2 separate regions of the Zea mays genome follow, and region 2 is linked to region 1. Evidence: chromatin contacts called from public Hi-C data. All regions are on one chromosome and are shown on one strand. Each heading gives the region's core, a stretch centred on a gene start, on an enhancer-like site or on the middle of the called end of the contact. The rest is flanking DNA. Distances are from core to core; before and after follow the strand shown.

Region 1 (6,718 bases), core at 1,053-3,552:
TACCAGAAACAGCATGTACAGACAGGTTACACAATCCTTCGACCACTTGATCTTCATGTCCCAAATGTCGCAACACCTCATCACTCAATTCCAATGACATATCCTCAGCTGTCAACACCTGAAGTTGAGCCTGATTCCTCTTAGTGCATTTAGCCGCATGGCCTACTTCATACTTTTCTCCACAAGTGAAACAAAGACCATGTAATCTCCTATAATCTCGTAGTTGCCTCTCTTTGGAGAAATCCAATCCACCAGCCCCATTCTTGGCATCAGGCTTCCCTTGGCGTAATGGATAAGGTTGCTTTTGGGGTTTAAACTTGCTCATCTCTAGCACATCCTGATGAAGTTGGGCCAACAACACCGCCCTATTCACTGTCGTGGGAACCTGGCACAATACTGACCCCTGAATCTCAGGCTTGAGACCCTTCACAAATTGTTGTACAAAGAATATCTCATCTAGTGTAGGATTATGCATAGCAGCGGAATATCTCAGATCATAAAAAACAGCCACATAATCCTCCACCGATCCTTCTTGCTTCACATGAAGTAGATCATACATGGCTTTGGGATATTAATATAATCCAAATGCCTCCACAACAGCAGTTGTAAATTTCTGCCAGTTTCCCAAAGTATGTTGCAACTTATACACCTGTAACCACTTAGCCGCTTTTCCCTCCATATGCATAGAAGCAGCCATAGCCCAGATAGTATGAGGAACATGAAAAATGGTGAAATAATCCTTGTTCAACCATATTGATGGATTTTTTCCCTGAAACTTGGGAAAAGATAGTTTCATCAATGAAGCTTGCCCTCCTATGTCCTGATCCTGATGAGGAAACCCAGGTGCAGTATCACGATGAAACCTTGGATGCCCACGCATATGGCCCCCTGGACGCGGTCCCCGTGGCGAAATAAGAGGTGCCCCTGAATGATCAGAAGAAGGTTCAGGAACAGGCTCACCAAAACGATCCATCTCCTCAGCCATGCGCTCCAAGGTCAATGCTGCAACCCTCTTCCCAGTCTCTTCAATTTGTCGAGTCATCATGTCTCGATCCTTCGTTGCTTGTTCCGCCATGGATGTCGACAGTGCTTGTTGTCCCACCAGCTGTGTTTGAATCTTCTCAACCGCCCTGAGACGCTGATTGATGGCTTGCAACGTCTCCATCTGTGTCCAATGATCTTCCGCGGCCCGAGACAACTCAGCCATGGCGTCTAACACAAATCGTGTCTACGCCGATGGAAGAAGAGGTGGAGCCGTGATGACGTGACGAAGAACCGCCCGTCGAAGATGATGAAGACGTACTCATGACCGAAGACGTCGGAGCTGTCGTGGATCGCTGAATCCGATACCAAGTGTAGCACCCCCTTGGCCACCGACGCGCCTAGATGTCATGGTGTGAGGCCTGCTGCTCGGTTGCCGGAGATAAGGGTGAAGAACAATCTCAAACAGAGATAAGTGGTGTCCAGTCTTATTTCATTTCATATCTTTGAATGCTTACAACTCTAGTACTTATACCCTAGGCCTGTGGCCAAACGAGTCTGTTACAAGCCAGCTGGCTTAACAACCTGCCAGCTAAGCTAATCCCTTTCAAATCACTAGATGAATTACTACATTCTTCACCTTAAGCACTGATAGCCGTCACACTAAATGAACTATGTCCCACAAATGACGGAGTTGCTTCACAAGTCAAATACATTTTCACAGTTGCACAATAGTACAGGGATGAACAGAGAATACCACCAGCAAGGCGTACGTGCATCATAATTCTAGTACCTAGTGTACATGCCTGGGATCCACAAATGACAAGCATAGCTTAACTAACCCTAGAATCCATCCAAAGGAGCCACGGTGATAAATGTGCAGATGATAGGAATCACTATAGTTTAGTATACGAAACTTTGGACGGAAATAAAATCTTTTAGGCTCTATAAGCTTATTGCAGATGTCTCACGCTGTAGTACTGAACACAGATCTTAACAGAAAGGGGAGAGGGGGTGTGACTTGTGAGGGCGTCGGCGCTTACGAGTATGTGGAAGGCGGCGATCACGGCGGCAGCACCTGCCGCGGCTGCTCCCCCGGCGAGGAGCATGGGGCCCCATGCGTAGACGACGACGGCGTAGTAGGACACGGCGACGATGGCGGCGACGAGCGCCACCATGAGGTAGCCCAGCCCGCGCAGCCCCGAGCAGGCGCGGAACGGGTTCACGTGCCGGCAGCAGTCCATCTCCTCCCGCGAGGCGGGGCTAGCCTCGAGGAGGGGGCAAAGGCAACGCAGCGGCGGACCGGACGGTGCGTGTCGGTGGCGGCGCGCGCTGGCTGGTTGTTGGCTGTTGGACTGTTGCTTGCTGGGCTTGGTGCGTCGCTGACTAGGCGGACCCAGCGGCGAGTGACAGTTTCTTGATGCCCGAGAGAAAACATAAAGAGTGAAGTACATCATCATAGGTCCTAAACTTGTTCCACGGTGTGATTCATGTCCCCAAACTGTCAAAACAAATTTTTAGATCCCAAGACTTATTCGGTCGTATCATTTAGATCCCAAACTCTTGAAACGAATGTTTAGGTCCCTAAACTTGTTCTAAGACACTGTATATGTAAACAGATCTAATCTCGCAGCATGTGCCTTTGTGGCGCTACTAATGTGAATAACCTATGATGTTACGCATTTTACAGAGACTAGAAATTTTGTTGGCACCAAGTTTTTTTAGCGATTTGACTCTTGAATTGTATTTTTTTACAAAATTTTTAAGGTAAATATAAGTATGAGTGTGGCACTAAAACCAATTTGACAAAGTTTATATCCGATTTTTTAAACAAATTCGAATTTTATACAACAATGGAAAATATGAAAAATGTACCCTCAGATAATATATTTTATACCATGTTATCATGCCATAAACTTATACTAGAATTGTATTTGAAGGATTATACTAGAATTACAAAACAAATACAAACCACCTCTTAGTTATAAATATGACTACAAAAATTCACATTATCAAACTTATAGTTATATTTATAACTAACATGCTTCTTCATATTTGTTTTGTGGTTCTCGTATAATCCTTCACATACAATTATGGTATAAATTGATGTTATGATAATGTGGTATAAACTATGTGATCAGAGAGGAGTATATTCTCCATATTTTCCCATTCATGTATAAACTTCAAATTTGTTTCAAGAACTAGGTATAAACTGTCAAATTAGTTTTGGTGTGGTTTTGATGACACACTCATGCTTATATTTACGTTAAAAATGTAAAATAATTCGAGAGTCAAATTGCAAAAAAAACTTTGTGCCAAAAAAAATTCTAGTCCCTATAAGATAGGTTACATCATCGGTTATCCACGTCAACAGCGACACGTAGGCTCATACTTCGAGATTGGACCTGTTTGGATCTGTAGTGTGCCCTGGAACAAGTTTAGGGACCTAAAAATTCGTTTTGAGAGTTTGGGACCTAGCTAATACGACCAAACACGTTTAAGGACCTAAAATCATTTTGAGAGTTTAGGGACCTGTATGTGAAAGAGAAATATGCTAGATAGTCATTTTTATTTATATTAGTGATTAAGTGTCCAACACATCATATATAGGCTAACTAGTTTAATGAGTATGAACACATGTCCACCTGATGCCAATTTGAAGGTTTCAAGTCCAAAAGAGCTAAAACAGGGGCCTAAAATGCAACTTAAAGTAAAATGGTAACTATCTGATGTTTGCACCCTTAAACATGTTATATATGTGAAAGTCGCCTAGAGGGGGTGAATAGGCAAATCTGAAATTTATAAACTTTAAGCACAACTACAAGCTGGGGTTAGCGTTAGAAATAAAGTTGAGTCCGAAAGAGAGGGTGAAAACAAATCAACCAAAGAAATAGAGCGGATGACACGGTGATTTGTTTTACGAGGTTCGGTTCTTGCAAACCTACTCCTCATTGAGGTGGTCACAAAGACCGGGTCTCTTTCAACCCTTTCCCTCTCTCAAACGGTCACCTAAACCGAGTGAGCTTTTCTCCTCAATCAAATGGGTCACTTAGGGCTTGTTTGGTTTGTGGCTAAATGTGCCACACTTTGCCTAAGGTTAGTCATTCGAATTGAATAACTAACTTTAGGCAGAAAAGTTAGGCAAAGTGTGGCAATTGAGGTAGTGAACCAAACATGCCCTTAGACCCCGCAAGGACCACCACACAATTGGTGTCTCTTGCTTTGATTACAAGTGTCCTGGGAACAAGAATGGGGAAGAAGAAAAGCGATCCAAGCGACAAGAACTCAAATGAACACGAAAATCTCTCTCTCACTAGTCACTAAGTGTTTGGAGTGATTTTGGACTTGGGAGAGGATTTGATCTCTTGTTTGTGTCTTAGAGTGAAGTCTAGAGCTCTTGTATTGAATGCACTATACTGAAAACTTGGATGCCTTGAATAGAGGTGGTTGGGGGGTATTTATAGCCCCAACCACCAAAACAACCGTTGGGGAGGGCTGCTGTCGATGGGCGCACCGGACAGTCGGTGCGCCACCGGACACTGTTCGATGCGCCAGCCACGTCACCCAACCGTTAGGGTTCTGACGGTTTCGACCGTTTGAGCTCTGACAGCCTGGGCCACCGGACAGTCCGGTGCGCCTTATGGCGCTGCTCTGACTCTGCGCGAACTGTCCGCGCACTGTGCAGATGTCAGTCGACCGTTGGAGTCGACCGTTGCGCTAGCGAGTCGTTGCTCCGCTGGCACACCGGACAGTCCGGTGACCCACCGGACAGTCCGGTGAATTATAGCGGAGCGCGGACTCAGAAACCCGAAGGTGAAGAGTTTGAAGTCGATCCACCCTGGTGCACCAGACACTGTCCAGTGGTGCACTGGACACTGTCCGGTGGTGCACTGGACACTGTCCGGTGGCACACCGGACAGTCCGATGCGCCAGACCAGGGTTCACTTCGGTTTCTTTTGATCCTTTCTTTTGAACCCTAACTTTAATCTTTTCATTGGTTTGTGTTGAACCTTTGGCACCGGTAGAACATATAATCTAGAGCAAACTAGTTAGTCCAATTATTTGTGTTGGGCAATTCAACCACCAAAATCATTTAGGAAAAGGTTTGAGCCTATTTCTCTTTCAATCTCCCCCTTTTTGGTGATTGATGCCAACACAAACCAAAGCAAATATATAAGTGCAGAATTGAACTAGTTTGCCTAAGGCAAGTGCAAAGGTTGCTTGGAATTAAACCAATTTACACCTTCATTAGATTTGCATGGATTGCTTTCTTTCTTTTTAACATTTTTGGACCACGCTTGCACCACTTGTTTTGTTTTTGGAAAATCTTTTGGAAAATCTTTTCAAAGTCCTTTTGCAAATAGACAAAGGTATGTTGCAAGAAGCATTTTCAAGATTTAAAATTTTCTCCCCATGTTTCAAATGCTTTTTCCTTTGACTTAAACAAAAACTCCCCCTGAATTGAAATTCTCCTCTTAGTGTTCAAGAGAGGTTTTACCAATTGAAAGAAGATTAGCTATACCAATTTGAAAAATGCTAACCAATTGGAAAAAAAATCCTCCTTTAAATATTTCATCATAAGATACGAATTGAAAACTTCATTTTAAACTTTGAAATTGGTGGTGGTGCGGTCCTTTTGCTTTGGGCTAATACTCTCTCGCCCTTTGGCATTAATCGCCAAAAGCGGAGTCTTTAGAGCCCTTTTTACTTTCTCCCCATTGGTACTAGTAATAAGAGTGAAGATTATACCAAAGTGGAGAGCGGTACGGAGTGACGGCGAAGTGTAAATAATACCGATAGAGTGGAGTGGAAGCCTTGTCTTTGCCGAAGACTTCATTTCCCTTTCAATCTACGACTTAGCATAGGAATACACTTGAAAACATATTAGTTGTAGACATAAAAGAGATATGATCAAAGGTATATAAATAAGCTATGTGTGCAAAGTATCAATCAAAGTTCCAAGAATCAAGAATGTTTAGCTCATTCCTAAATTTGGTAAAGGTTTTCTCATCTAATGGTTTGGTAAAGATATCGGCTAATTGTTTTTTGGTGCTAACATAAGCAATCTCAATATCCCCCCTTTATTGGTGATCCCTCAAAAAGTGATACCGAATGGCTATGTGTTTAGTGTGGTTGTGTTCAACGAGATTATCCACCATGCGGATTGCACTCTCATTGTCACATAGGAGAGGGACTTTGCTCAATTTGTAGCCATAGTCCCTAAGGGTTTGCCTCATCCAAAGCAATTGCGCGCAACAATGGTCTGCGGCAATGTACTCGGCTTCGGCGGTAGAAAGAGCTACTGAATTTTGTTTCTTTGAAGCCCAAGACACCAGGGATCTTCCCAAGAACTGACAAGTCCCTGATGTGCTTTTTCTATCAATTTTACACCCTGCCCAATCAGCATCTGAATAACCTATTAAATCAAAGGTGGATCCCTTGGGGTACCAAAGGCCAAACTTAGGTGAATGAACTAAATATCTCAAGATTCTTTTCACGGCCCTAAGGTGAACTTCCTTAGGATCGGCTTGGAATCTTGCACACATGCATACAGAAAGCATAATATCCGGTCGAGATGCACATAAATAGAGTAGAGATCCTATCATCGACCGATATACCTTTTGATCTACGGATTTATCTCCCGTGTCGAGGTCGAGATGCCCATTGGTTCCCATGGGTGTCTTGATGGGCTTGGCATCCTTCATTCCAAACTTGGTAAGTATATCTTGAATGTACT
Region 2 (6,162 bases), core at 2,288-4,787, 140 kb after region 1:
TGAATCCCAGCATGAAAACCAGAACAAAGAACAGTTATTGGCAAAATGCTGTAGAAACTCAAACCCCCTCACTTGGATAGATCCATGTCTTGACAGCCTCGTGGTCCAGGGAGACAGCGTAGAGACCATACTCAATCTCCATACTGGGCCGACGAGAGCATGCCTTGCCATGGAGATAGTTGGAGAGCACCATGGTTCGCCGCCTCATGTGGGAATGGAGAGTGGGAACACGAACCGGGAGAGACCTTGCCCATGTGAAGGTAGGCGGTGGCACGATTGGTGAGGAAGGCGATGTCATTAGGGTCAAGGAGCGCGCCGAGGGTAGGGCTGGACATTCGATTTTTTTTTTAGAATTTCGGTTCGGTTTTTCGGTTTTAAAAAACTTCGATTTTCCAAATATTAGAAACCGATCGGTTTTCTAGAAAATGAAAACCGATAAGTTCGGTTTCGGTTTTTTACTTCGGTTTTTTGGTAAAAACCGAATACCAAACTTATACTTAAGAAGGCTACAAGACAACACATTACACATAATTTTAAAAAGTAAAAATTATATAGGTATAAACATTTCAAGATATATCATACATCACATACAAATAAGTGAATAACAATTTGATTGCACTACACATTTAGTTTACATAATCAAATAGTCAAAATTTTGAATTCATAAAGTTTGGTATTCGTTTTTTTTGGTATTTTGGTTCGGTATACGGTGAAAACATATTACGATACCGAATACCGAAATTCTCAGATCTAAAAACCGAAACCGAACCGAATTACCAAAAAAACCGAAATTTCGGTTCGGTACGATTCGGTTCAGTTTTCGGTTTACGGTAAAAAATGCCCACCCCTAGCCGAGGGTCTCGCAGCAGATGTGGCGTAGAGGGAGCAGGCGAGCGCGATAGCGCCGGGGGAGAGAGAGCCCGCCGCGCCACCGACGTGAGACCCGTTCTCCAGAGCCGGGACTGGGAGGCCGGCGAGGTGGACAGGGCCGACTGCGTCATGGAGGCTGGTGGCAGCGTGTGCGAGCCTGAGCTTGGCAGTGGCCGCCTGCGCCGCCATGTTGCCCTCCACGTTGGTGACGAGGAGGCACGGCTCCGAGTCAGAGAGGTAGAACTCGAACTCCTCCTGCATGTAGCCGGGTTGAACGGCGCCGCCACGCCGCGCGCGCGGATCACCGCCACGAACATGACCACCAACTGTGTACATACAGACCGCGTTCGCACGCGTGTCAGGTCCCGACTCCTGCTACTCTGGGGCTCTGTGTCGCGCAGGCAGGAACATGACCGATCGAATTCGAAAGGAGACGAACCTCGACGGTGTTGGGGAAGGAGAACGCGACGACGTGGCCCGGGAGAAATCCGGCGTCGGCGGCGAGTTGTGCGGCCGCCGCGTCGATGAGAGCGTCGAGGGCGACGTGCGTGAGCTCCAGCCTGCCCGGTACGACAACTACACGACGGGTCGGGAAGGCGGCCGCCGCCTCCTTGAGCAGCGCCGTCAGCGTGGTGGCCTCCATCGTCGCCATGGCCATGTGGGGAATCGGGGTGAGCAGAGCGGAGATGGGCTGTTGCGTGGTGTCCTTCCATAGATGGAGCGAGGAGGAGGAGGAGGTGGCGGAATCGGCGGATGCAGACGCAGTGAGGGGGAGAGGAGGAGGTGGTGGCGGCGGAATCGGCGGATGCGAGATCTCGGGGCGTGGGGGGGTTTCGCGGCGGCTGGGCGTGCTGTGCGGGAGGCAGTTGCGTGTGCAGGTAGGGAGCGGGGGCAGTCTACACTGCCCCCTTAATAGTTAGTACAGATAGTGACGATGGAGGCTTTATGAGTTTGTTCGGTCTCTATTTTTGTTTTCTTTTCATACTGAAACAAAACAATCACGCAAAAAAAGCAACAATTGTGAATGATTCTTATTACTAGACACTAGTCATGACAAATGTAATGTTTATTTGCCAATTTTTGTCCCGTGATTTTTTTTCATCAGTGCCATACTCATATATGCTAGAATTTGTTTATTTTTATATGATCATACTTGATTTTTGATTGACGAGTAGTATACATTTGAGGAAATGACCTAACGTATCTCCAGTATATTGTGGCAGCATGCAAATCAAAGCTTCTAACGGATTGTTTGCTTAGTTTAGTTAGGAGACTAAAGTTTAGTCTCTATTATGTTTGATTCTTAGGATTAAAAGTTTCTAGAACGTGTTAAATGAATCATAAGACGACTAAAATCCATCGCAGCGGCTCGACTTGCTTTCTCGAGAAAAAGAGAAAAAGAACCTAAGCGAATTTCCTTATCTTATTTGGAGGATTAGCCATGGCCTTCCTCAGATTATGGGGCTCCTAGTTTCCTGATCTTGTAAATTTCTTCCTCGCTCAAGTTAAGGTTCCCACGACAATGAATACTTTGACCCATTATCATTTTCTTGCTATTATTGTAACTGAAATAAACAAGGGACATAAGATGAAATTAATATGGTTTAATCTCTTTTAGTCACTCACTGTTTTAGTCCTATCGTTTAGTAATTTAGAGACTAAATGAGATTATAATGGAGGCACTAATATTTAGTCCGGGCCTAAGGTTATTTATTTTTATATTAGATCAGCAACAAAACATATTTGCATTTATTGAATGTAAGTTTATTTTGAACCATCGTTATAATAAAAGCCATATCTACCTCTATTATTCTAGTTTTTTTTGAAATTCTCATGCTTCTTTTGTAGGGATTTAAGCGTATCTCTTAACTCAATACACGAATTAACGTCTGTTCAAGATACTCTAAAGAGTGTTTGAATGCATTAGAGCTAATAATTAGTAGCTAAAATTAGTTGAGACATTTAAACACACTAACTAATAATTCAACTATTATCTATTTTTGGTAAATTAGTTAATAGTTAGGTAGTTATTTTCTAGATAGCTAATTATATAAATAATTTTTAGCCAACTAACTATTAGTTATAGTGCATTTAAACAATTCAACGCAAGCCAAGGCAAATCCCGGCCCGGCGCCTGCCGCCGCTGTAGGGATGGCAATCGGGTGGGTAGTACACGGATATATAGTTCGCGAATCCATACCCGCGAGTCAAAACTCAACCCATATCCGTACCCATAAACGTTCGTGGGTATGGATCTGTATCCATACCCGTACCCGCCGGTTATCCGCTATCCAGTGGATACCCGTTACCCGCCCGCCCACTACAATTTTAGCATTAAACACCAAACAACAATTTTATTACATTTTAAAATAATTATCATTCCAATTGCATTAAATGATAATTTCAGCACCAAACAACATGTTATAGATAAAAATTGAAAATAAGAAATTATGATAATATATAAATCCGGATGGCCCACATGTTAGATATTCATTGGGTAACGGTAACGGGTATGGATACTGGATATCCATACCCGCGAAAAAAATATCTGCGGATACCTTATTATATCTATAACCGTACCCGCGGATATCAAATTCCACCATACCCATATCCAATGGATAATTATCCACGGTTATTTACCCATACCCGTACCCATTGCCATCCCTACGCCGCTGCAGCCATTTTCCTCTTGTTCCCAAACCGATAGCTTTGACTCACAACAGCAAAGCTGAATAACAGATCACTCCCGTCTCCCATCCCCTTCCTCTCCTAGCAATCCTCTGCCGGAGTCCAAGCTCCAATCAGATCCGGACCCACCCCTCCCCCTCCGAAGAAGCCCTAGGCATGCCCCGCAGCCGATGAGGTCGCTCCGCCGGGTCCTCATCCCGCTCGTCCTCCTCGCAGGACTCGTCTTCCGCGTGGACGACGGCGGCGGCGCGTTCCTCCCGCCCCCGCCCCCCGCGCTCCCCGCTCCCCCGCCCCGCCTCGCACTTAACGGAGAAGCGGCTCCGGAGGATGATGGGGCGGCGGTTTCCCGCTCCACGGAGATCGTCGCGGCGGAGGCGCGCTCCACCGAGTTCGTCGCCCCAGCGAGGCCCAAGAAGCAGAGCTTCCGGGAGCTCCTTGTCCGGCCGCAGCCTGCGCGCCACGAGCCGGCTAGTTTGGTTACCGACGAGGCGAAAGCCGAATCCAGGTGAGCCTCGCTGTCTCCCTTCCCCGTTCCCGTTGCGGGGGCGTCGTTTGTGCGCGGCTGCTTCTTCTTGTCTGAATTGGCTTCTATGCGCTCGAGTGTTGGAAACCTTAGTCAGAGCGAAATGTAGCTACGAGCTAATAGCATAAGGTTTCTTGTACTGCAGGGGCTTTCTTGGTCTTATCTCCATAATAAAAGCATTTTGGGCCATATTCTTGTTTTGTGTTGATCTGGAGCACGGAAGGAGGAGCCTTTGCTGATTAGGTTTCTTATAATGTGGCCACTGGTTGGGCATGATACTTCCTGTGCTACCGAGGGCTACTCACTCATGCTTAGCACATTCTTGGGGGTTGGGGCATCTGGAAGTGGCATACCAGTTATGCACCTTATGGTTTGTTGGTATTTCTGATCGAATGACTTTTGGTTCTCTTTGTCAACAGCTCTGTGCTTCAGTTTTGGGATAATGGCACAATTCAGCTTGTGGACAAACTGTCGCAATCTCCTCTGTGGGAGATCACCACAGGGCCTCCACTATCAGACCAGATTAATACCGCTGAGTCTGGTCTGAATTACCTCATTTATCCTTTCAATGAGAACAAGAACATGAATGGTACTGAACTTTGGGAGGTTTATAATGGGAACACCGTGGTATGATTTCTTAGGCACAGTGCTTCTCTGAAACCTTGTGCAGATATTTGTTTTTCACCCTTGTCTCTATATTCCTGCAGAGGCTCCCATGGAAATTGGAGGAATTCGTTGCCAGAAGCCCATACATTCGGGATTCTGTTGTTACTATTGGATCAAAAGTTTCAACCGTTTTTGTTGTTGATTCTGATAGTGGTGAGATTATTTACAGGCACAGTATTCCAGCTGTGTTAAATGAATTGGAAGGACCAGGGATTGAAGGAACACCATCCAAGCTAAATGCCCGTACTAATTATGACAGCGATAATATCATGGTGCTTGTGAGAAATGACTATTCTCTTAGTGCATCAGATCTTGGCAAGCATTTATTTAACTGGACAAGAACTTCTTTCTCTGTGAAATACAACCACCCTGACATTCCATGCATCAGAAGTGAGGGTTTGCCACTTGCTTTACCTGATTCACGTTCAGCTAATGTAATTGTCTTGAAAGAAGGTACCCCTTTTATTTCCATCCATGGTTCTGATGCCCTGGAACCAGTTCAAACCCCAAGGAAGCTACCAAACACTGCTGGGAAGTCAGATATCGTATTGGATGATTCTCAAAATCAAACGTATGATGGTGCTCGATCTCATGTCATCTCTGCTGATTCTGAAGCTACCGAAACCCCCACTAGGAACACTTATGTATGGTTATTTTCTTTTTTCCCCATATTTTTGGTCATTGGTTATCTGTTGAGCTTGACCTCTGCAAGCAAGTCTTGCAGGCAATTTGTGATTCAGCTTATTAAGCCATTCACGCGCGACAAGAAATCGGTGGACATTAGAGGCAGGTCAGAGGGATCTCCTAAAAGAAGAAAAACACGGAAGAAGGATGGACTTGTCAATAGCCCTGAGACCTTGACAGCATCTGACAAGGAGTGCAGTGAAACTGGTGGGTCAACTGAGGCACCAATGGAAAATTCTGCACTAAAAGATGCCCTTGGTGGTCGTCACATTGGTAAACTATATGTCTCCAATAAAGAAATTGGTAGAGGGAGCAATGGCACAGTTGTTTTTGAAGGATCGTATGATGGTCGTCAAGTTGCTGTTAAACGTCTGCTGCGTTCCCACAATGACATAGCTGAAAAGGAGACTCAGAATCTTATTATATCTGATCATGATCCAAATATTGTTAGACTATATGGTTGTGACTATGACAGCGATTTTGTTTATATCTCCCTTGAGAGGTGTCACTGCAGTTTGGCTGATCTAATTCAAAAACACTCATATCTGTCTTCTGGAGAGTCTGTTTCTAACAATGAGGCCAGTTTCAGCATCAAGTCAAAGATTTCAAATGTTAAGGGAATGGATGTGGAATTGTGGACACATGATGGGCTTCCTTCAGCACAACTCCTGAAGCTGATGAGGTACATGAATGATCTCATATGTTTTCTGCTGGTGATGCTTATGTTTTCA

What was found. A called contact is a pair of places that touch in the nucleus more often than the background predicts.
Region 2: a Hi-C map of bundle sheath shows a contact between it and region 1, with 3 times the contacts expected there. The contact joins the promoter of LOC103647662 here to the promoter of LOC100193690 in region 1. A contact is called at or near these places in 5 of 25 Hi-C or Micro-C datasets (bundle sheath, ear, leaf and 1 more).

What each region holds. Positions count from the first base shown.
Region 1 is chr2:205,282,097-205,288,814 of Zm-B73-REFERENCE-NAM-5.0, forward strand. It overlaps LOC100193690, which reads right to left and starts at 2,303. Exons shown (of 7, transcript NM_001367035.1): 1 at 2,025-2,303. The coding sequence starts at 2,225.
Region 2 is chr2:205,422,843-205,429,004 of Zm-B73-REFERENCE-NAM-5.0, forward strand. It overlaps LOC103647662 (serine/threonine-protein kinase/endoribonuclease IRE1), which reads left to right and starts at 3,538. Exons shown (of 7, transcript XM_020548555.3): 1 at 3,538-4,063; 2 at 4,227-4,708; 3 at 4,789-6,113. The coding sequence starts at 4,664.